Linked DNA regions of Hordeum vulgare: region 1 is linked to region 2. A link is a contact called in public Hi-C data. All regions are on one chromosome and are shown on one strand. The core of a region is the stretch at or near the end of the contact, and the rest is flanking DNA. Distances in the headings are between cores, read along the strand shown. Region 1 holds the start of LOC123400977 (ABC transporter F family member 3). Region 2 holds the start of LOC123402558 (aspartate aminotransferase, chloroplastic).

Region 1 (3,379 bases), core at 126-2,625, 320 kb after region 2:
TGAATAAGATCACGACCTCCAACAGTAACACTGAAGTTCTCCATATGGATATCCCTAATGGTTGTGCCACCCACATTACTGTGATTTACATAAACTGGAGGCATTCCAGCCCTGAGCGCCTCCATTTCGGCAACATGCATTTGGTACTGGGCCTGCACCAACAAGCAACACGGTGTACCATATAAATCAGGTTTAATGAGGAGTTAAGGCATTTTCAAATTGCATATAAGGTTCTGTCAAAGTGGGGAAACATGGTAAGCACTGCATTTCTACTGAAATTCCTATTGAACAAATCAATGACATGGAGATTTGTCATCTGGCAATCTATGAGCGAGCAGCTCACCTCTCTTTGCCTGTCTTCTTTTCTCTTGTTCCGTTCGAGCTTGGCCTTGTCACGCGAGGACAGCAAGGGCGCATCGAAGATATTCTCTGGCTTCTTCGGAGCGACCTGCTCCTCCATGCCCGCGTTCATGCGCAGAGGCGTGGCCAGGCTCCGCACGGCTGCCTTAGGTTTGACGATGCCATGGCTCCCCAACTTCTCACAAAGCTTAGTGCAGACCTATATCGACAAGGAACCCAAATATAAAGCATCAGTGTCATGTTGGATCAAATCAAACTATTCATCTACTTCTCCACACCAGAATCCATTATGTGCATACACGGGGTCGTAAAGGTCAGTGACTACTACTCCGAATGCATACACAGGAGTAACAGCTAAAAGCCATTACAGAACACATCAGGGGATGGTTGAGCTAGACTGCATCCCAAGACCGAATGATTTTACTGTGACTGAGCGCGAATTAAGCTAGGTTTTCTGGCCATCCAAGACTGGAAACGGATGGCATAGCCAGCATACCCCGAATCTAACCTAGAACCGAAACCTAGGGCCATAGAATCGACGCTCTATCGAATCAACCCAGATTGGGGAACCGAAATGGCGACCGGATGGATTGGGCGGGGGCGGGGGTGGGGGGAGACCTCGAGGCAGTGCTCGCGGTCGTAGACGCAGCGGGCGTCGATGAGGAGGTCGCCGAGGGCGTCGAAGATGCCGTGGCCGTCGGGGGGGCCGAAGTCGAAGTCCTGGTCGGCGAGGACGTTGGCGATGTAGGAGACGATGGGCTCGTCCACCTCGTCGACGACGGAGTCGCCCAGCACCTCCCGCACCACCCCCATGCTCGTCTCCACGAGCGCCGCCATCGCGTGCACGTCGAGCGGCGGCGGCGGCGAGGCAAACCCTACTCGCTCGGCTCGGGTCGGTCGGAGCGGCGGGTGAGACGGTGGTGCGAGCTCGCGGGCTGGCGGCTGGGTTCAGCCGAAGGCAGCTCGTCCAATGGATGGGCTGGCGGTTGACGGATGGGTTTAGACGGTGGTGCGGGCCTTCGGGTTTGTGGATCGTGAGGATTTCGCCTATGGAGGCCCGTCGCAAGGTCCCTATCAGACACAAAAACACAGTACCTAAAAAAAACGTAAAAACTACAAAATCACTAATTAAGGGATACCCTTTCAAAGACCACTTCCAATACAGGTTGTGAGTAATGGGTTAATGGCACACTGCATGTGCGCCAACTCAACCTAAAAGTTTTCTATTTCTTTGTAGATTCATTTATTCAAATGGTTTATCTCTTAAACCATGCGTTTAAATTGTAAACCGTTTTTATCATTGAATTTCTCACTTTGAGATCTTTGAAACTAGATCCATGTAAATAGATTTATGTGAACTTATTTTTCACGGAAAAAACAGGAAAATTGAAAAAAAGAAAAAATCGAGCCTTAGGCACAGCTTTTCTCACTTTTTTCCCTTTTTCGTGTCTCTCATGAAAGCAAATCCATGTCTTCACGGTAACCAAACTTGCGGCTCTCACTGAAGAAGAAGAAAAAATGCATTTTTCCTGTTTTTGATAGATACAGTTGTGCCTCTCGCGGAAGTAAAATCTGTCTTCACAATAAGCAAATATATGTCTCTCAAGGAAGCAAATATGATCAATAGAAGCAAATCTTTGTCTCTCGTGAAAGAAAAAAAATCGTTTTTGAAAAAAAAAACGTCCAAAACCTAATGAAAACGGGCAAAAACCGAAAAGCGGAGAAAACATATGAAAATAAATTATCTAAAAGCTGAAGTACATGTACAGGAAAAAAACACATGGCGATCTTAGTCCATCCAAAGTGACCCTCAAGGGCAAGGGGTACCCCTCAAGGACATACCTGGCCCGGGCACGATTAGTCCGTACCGGGCCCGGTCCGTGTTGAACATATGAAGTTTGTTTCCTTTGGCGGCATTTGGTGTGGCCCACTAAAAAATATCATTTTGTAATGAATCTCATATGTATGTTTTTTAAACCTCGTCGGAAGAGGATTCATGAGAATAAATGTCAAATCCCGTCATTCATTCTTTCCTTCACATTAAGATTTCTTGAGGAGTTGAATCAAATGAATTCTAAGTTGCCTCCCGTACGCTGATGCACATGATTCTACAGTCGGAAACTATTCATAAAGATAAATATTAATGGTGTGTTTGCAAGAATGGGAGGCAATGCATTGTTAGGATTTTTACCGAGATGCAAGTGACAATATTTTGTGTGCCTCAACAGATTTTTTGTTGGACCGCATGATCAATCGAACCTAGAAGCCTAGAACATATGCAGGGCCATTTCTTTTGGACAACTTAAAAAAATAAGTGCATCTTCCCAACTTAAAAAATAAGCCGCTTTCTAAGTTTGTTGAGGCTTATAATTTGGTATCCCATAACTTTTTTTTCGATAAGGGACGTTTTATTACTTAAAAGGCTTAAGCATTACACCCGGCCTCTGCATAACTGGAATGCACCCAGCCAATGGTATCCCATAACTAATTCAGAAGCCCCAACAAATGAAGGAACCGACTTATGAGAAAAGCTGGGAAGAAGGCGGCTTACTTTTTAAGCCACCAAAAAAACTGGCGCGCAACCAAAGTAGAGGAGGTATGGGCACGAGAGAAACAAGGCTAGACCCTCACTTGCGTTATGTTGTCATTTAAATCCACGAAAAACATACAAGGTCCGTAATTTACGGGACCTAGCATGGTGTCTTCACATGCCCCTGGAGGGTGTGGTCAAAATTTGAGAGTGTTATGGAGAACCCTTCCCACACACTTGATGGCTAGAGAATATATGACTTCTTATAAGGACTTTTGGCTTGGTTTTCATCTGGTTTCCGTTATTTCCCAATTATTTCTAACGCTGATACTCTAAGAGAGAAGAAAACTCACTTTTCCATTGTTTGGCAGGAAATAACATTTATGGAAGGAAAGCAACCGAATTACACCAAATCAAGTCATATAGAGCAACTTCCATGTTGGAACCGAATGGTCATCAGTTGCCCTCATGGCCTAACGCCGTTTTTGA
Region 2 (3,601 bases), core at 881-3,380:
GGCGCCTTGCGGATCCTGTCGGCGAGCTCGGCGTCGAAGGCGTCGAGGTCCTCGATGGCGACGGTGACATGGTCGCGGTTGTGCACGAGGCTCTCGCTGGGGACAGGGGAACGCGTACACGGGTCAGCCTAGCCCGATTCGACGACGGCGCCAGATCTGGCGAGGAGAGGGGAGGAGGAGGGGGGCGGGGGGGTACCGGTAGGGGAAGTCGCCGGTGGGGCCGGTGAAGCCGCGGAGGAACTCCTTGAACTTGCGGAGGGCGGAGTGGCGGGTGATGTCGGCGGCGGCGGGGTCGCCCTGCGGGAACTGCGCCTGGTCGCTGTAGAAGACGGCGCCCTCGTCCCAGCCCGACATGGCGGCGGCGGCGGCGAGGAGGAGGACGCGCGGGCGCGGGGGGCGGGGTGCGGACGCGGAGCGGGGAGGAGGACGGGAGGGGTGACGGCGATGGGGGGTGGGGGTGGGGATGGGTGGGGTGGCGCGAAGAGGGTAATAGAGAGGATGGTTTGGCGGGAAAGCGGTGCGCGTTTTGGCGGGAGGAGGCTGTTGTGGTGAGCTCCGGCGCCCGTCTAGGGTTTGGTTCTGGGCGCGGCGAGGGCGGGGCCGTTTGCTGGGCTACTTGTGTGCGGGCTTGGGCCTGGAGTGATAGTGGGTTGTTTAGCGCGTCCTAAGTATTTTCTTGTTCATCTAAAAAAAAACTTTTTTGCCTGAAAATACTATTTGATTTTTTTTCTTGTACAAAAAATTTCTTGGAATATTTTTTTCTCAATAATATTACTTTATGAATTTTTTTTGTTTCCTCTTTACGCACGGATGACCTGAGTTCCATTTCATTGCTTTTCACAAAAAATAATATAGCATTTTCCAACTTAAAAGTTTTGGTCATTTTCCTAGAAGATTGTAGAGTAAGTTCAGACACCGCATTGTTACAGCTACAAAATAATACTATAATCGACAAGAATTGTGTAGCTTCGAACAGGAGGCTTGCTACTTACGAAAATTTAACATCTACTCCCTCCGTTACTAAATATAAGTCTTTTAAAAAATTTCACTAGGTGTCTACATACAGAGCAAAATGAATGAATCTACACTGTAAAGTATGTCTCTATACATCCGTATGTAATTTATTGTGGAACCTCTAAAAAACTTATATTTAGGAACAGAGGGAGTAACCAGCATGTTCATTTTACCTTTGCTTTCACTTAATTAATACTTCCTTCGTTTTTAAATACAAATAATATAGAGGCTTCGGTAGCAAACTATATATGGATGCATATAGACATATTTTAAAATATAAATTCACTCATTTTACTTCGTGTGTAGTTCTAGTGAAATCTCTATAATAACTTACATTAAGAAACGAAGAAAGTTTATTGAAATAATGATGCGAGGGGTGGCGGCAGAGAAAACAGTAAGAGAGGAGTTAGAAGTAACTGAGGAAAGAGGAGGAGGAGAACACGAAACCGATGATAATGTATGAGTTGAAATAAACCTTTTCACGTGATCATATCATGTACACTACTCTATTAAAACAACGATACATTTTCAATGTTGGTTAGTTCTAAGAATTGGATTACAAATGGTTGCTCGTCCAGTCGTCCTCAAAGTAACCGGCAAAAGGCAAATTGATTTTCTCTTGTCGAGATTTCAAAGACCAGTGTGTCATACTGTTTTCTCAGTTTTAAAATATCAAGTTGCGCCAGAGCAGGTAGTTCTTTAACGATTAGCACTATCTTTTGACAAACAGAAAAGATCGACAAGCAATTTTCTTTTCGAACTCAACCCACGAAATACCGTGGGTGTAAACCGCGGTTTTGAGAAACTCAGAACCTGGGTTTTTATTTACGAAGCGGAGTGGCTCAGAATCAGACGGCCGGGGCTTAACCCGATTAGCACTATCTTTTGACAAACAGAAAAGATCGACAAGCAATTTTCTTTTCGAACTCAACCCACGAAATACCGTGGGTGTAAACCGCGGTTTTGAGAAACTCAGAACCTGGGTTTTTATTTACGAAGCGGAGTGGCTCAGAATCAGACGGCCGGGGCTTAACCACGTCTCCCTCCCCCGTTCGAATCCTCCGGCTGTAAAAGTCGACAGCATAAATCCATCCGTCCAACAGAGACCCTCGGCGGTTCGGACGGAGACTCCAAGGCCATCGCCATCCACCCGCTCCGCTCTGATCCCAGATCACCCTCGCCCCCTCCTGCTCCGAACGCTGCACCTCTCGCCCCAGCGGATGGCCTCCGCCCTCTCCGCGCCGGCGGCCTCCGCGGTCGCCGCCGCCGCCGCCGCCCGGCGCAAGGCACGGGCCCGCTTCTCCACACCTGCCCGTCGGCGTCTGTTTCTGGCAGTGGATTCTGAGGCTGTTTTCTGTCTGTTTTGTCGTGGGCGCAGGTGTTCGGCGGAGGAAGGAACGACGGGAGGGCCGGGTGCCGCGTAGGGATCGCGAGGAAGGTGAATGATCCGACCCTGTGTCCCCGCTCGCTCCGGCTTACTTAGATCCCGCATTTGATCTGTGAATGGAGCCGGTTCTGTAACGCGGCTGTGCCAGATGCTTCCGGGCCCTGTCATAGGTGTTCAGGTGTGCACGACTCAAATAGGAGCCCGCTTCCTGGACTGCCGATCCAGGGCTGCTAGTGGTTTAGTGTTATCGCGTACAGTAATGTTCAGAATCGACTAAGCGAGCTCCCTGTTCTTTCTAAAATAAAAAATTCAACTAAGCGAGTACTCCTATGCCAGTACAAGCCTTTAGAACAGCAGCTGTTCATGGAGTAACATGCTTTGGACTGTTGGTGTCCCTCCTGGGATTCAGCCTCCACGAAGCTCTGATGTATGCACGTTTTCTGTTATATTTCTTGTGTGGCCTCGTAACTTGCTTCCTGGACTGGCAATTCAGGACTGCTGGTGGTTTGCTTGCGGTGTTCTCGATTCAGGACTTTGATTTTTCCAAATTCAACTTTTCATGACTGAATCTTATCTAGGCTGCTGGTGTCTCCTGGGGTTCAGACTTAGCATGACTCTGATACGCACCTTTCCTAATTCAACTTTTCAGTGACCTTTCAGCTCTGCTACTCAGGACCGAGTACTAAGTAGAAATAATAATAATAATAAGGAACACTCTTAAGGATTTGAAGGATCAAGTGTCCTTTATGAATAACTTCTGTTCATCATAAATCATAAAGTATGCTGACTTCTTTTGAGAACAAGCAGTCTAGAGTTGCTCGTTTAGTTCTGCACAGCTATAAGAGCATGGTTAATAGAAGAGCCTTCTGTTGGCTATATAGCTGTGCCATGTCATCTAAAGCCTTTTGTAAATAGTTGGCTTAATAATAGACTGGCTATAGAATGGTTATTATCTTGGCTATAGCATTAAATGATTTACTATTGGGGATGCAGAAAAACGCACGGGATTGGTGTAGGGAGTAAAACGCCGCCTACAAGCTCACTCACGGGTTGCATGCAGGCTTTATGCTCTCGTTTACCGTGATATAGCCGGGATGTACATCTAGTGCTGGCTCAAGTCTCTCTCTTCACGTATCACTTCTCCACGTACGACTTCGCTGACATGGAACATGCTACAGCCGGCTGACTAGGTGTTATTGT

Evidence for each region. Hi-C and Micro-C count contacts between places; a contact is called where the count stands out from the background.
Region 1: a contact with region 2 is called in a Hi-C map of seedling, with 4 times the contacts expected there. The contact joins the promoter of LOC123400977 here to the promoter of LOC123402558 in region 2. A contact is called at or near these places in 3 of 6 Hi-C or Micro-C datasets (leaf and seedling).

What each region holds. Positions count from the first base shown.
Region 1 is chr6H:541,172,083-541,175,461 of MorexV3_pseudomolecules_assembly, forward strand. LOC123400977 (ABC transporter F family member 3) reads right to left here and starts at 1,376. Exons shown (of 18, transcript XM_045094692.1): 1 at 979-1,376; 2 at 344-559; 3 at 1-152. The coding sequence starts at 1,197.
Region 2 is chr6H:540,848,805-540,852,405 of MorexV3_pseudomolecules_assembly, forward strand. It overlaps LOC123402558 (aspartate aminotransferase, chloroplastic), which reads left to right and starts at 2,131. Exons shown (of 11, transcript XM_045096479.1): 1 at 2,131-2,300; 2 at 2,393-2,452. The coding sequence starts at 2,235. It overlaps LOC123402556 (DNA replication licensing factor MCM5), which reads right to left and starts at 484. Exons shown (of 19, transcript XM_045096477.1): 1 at 197-484; 2 at 1-96. The coding sequence starts at 354.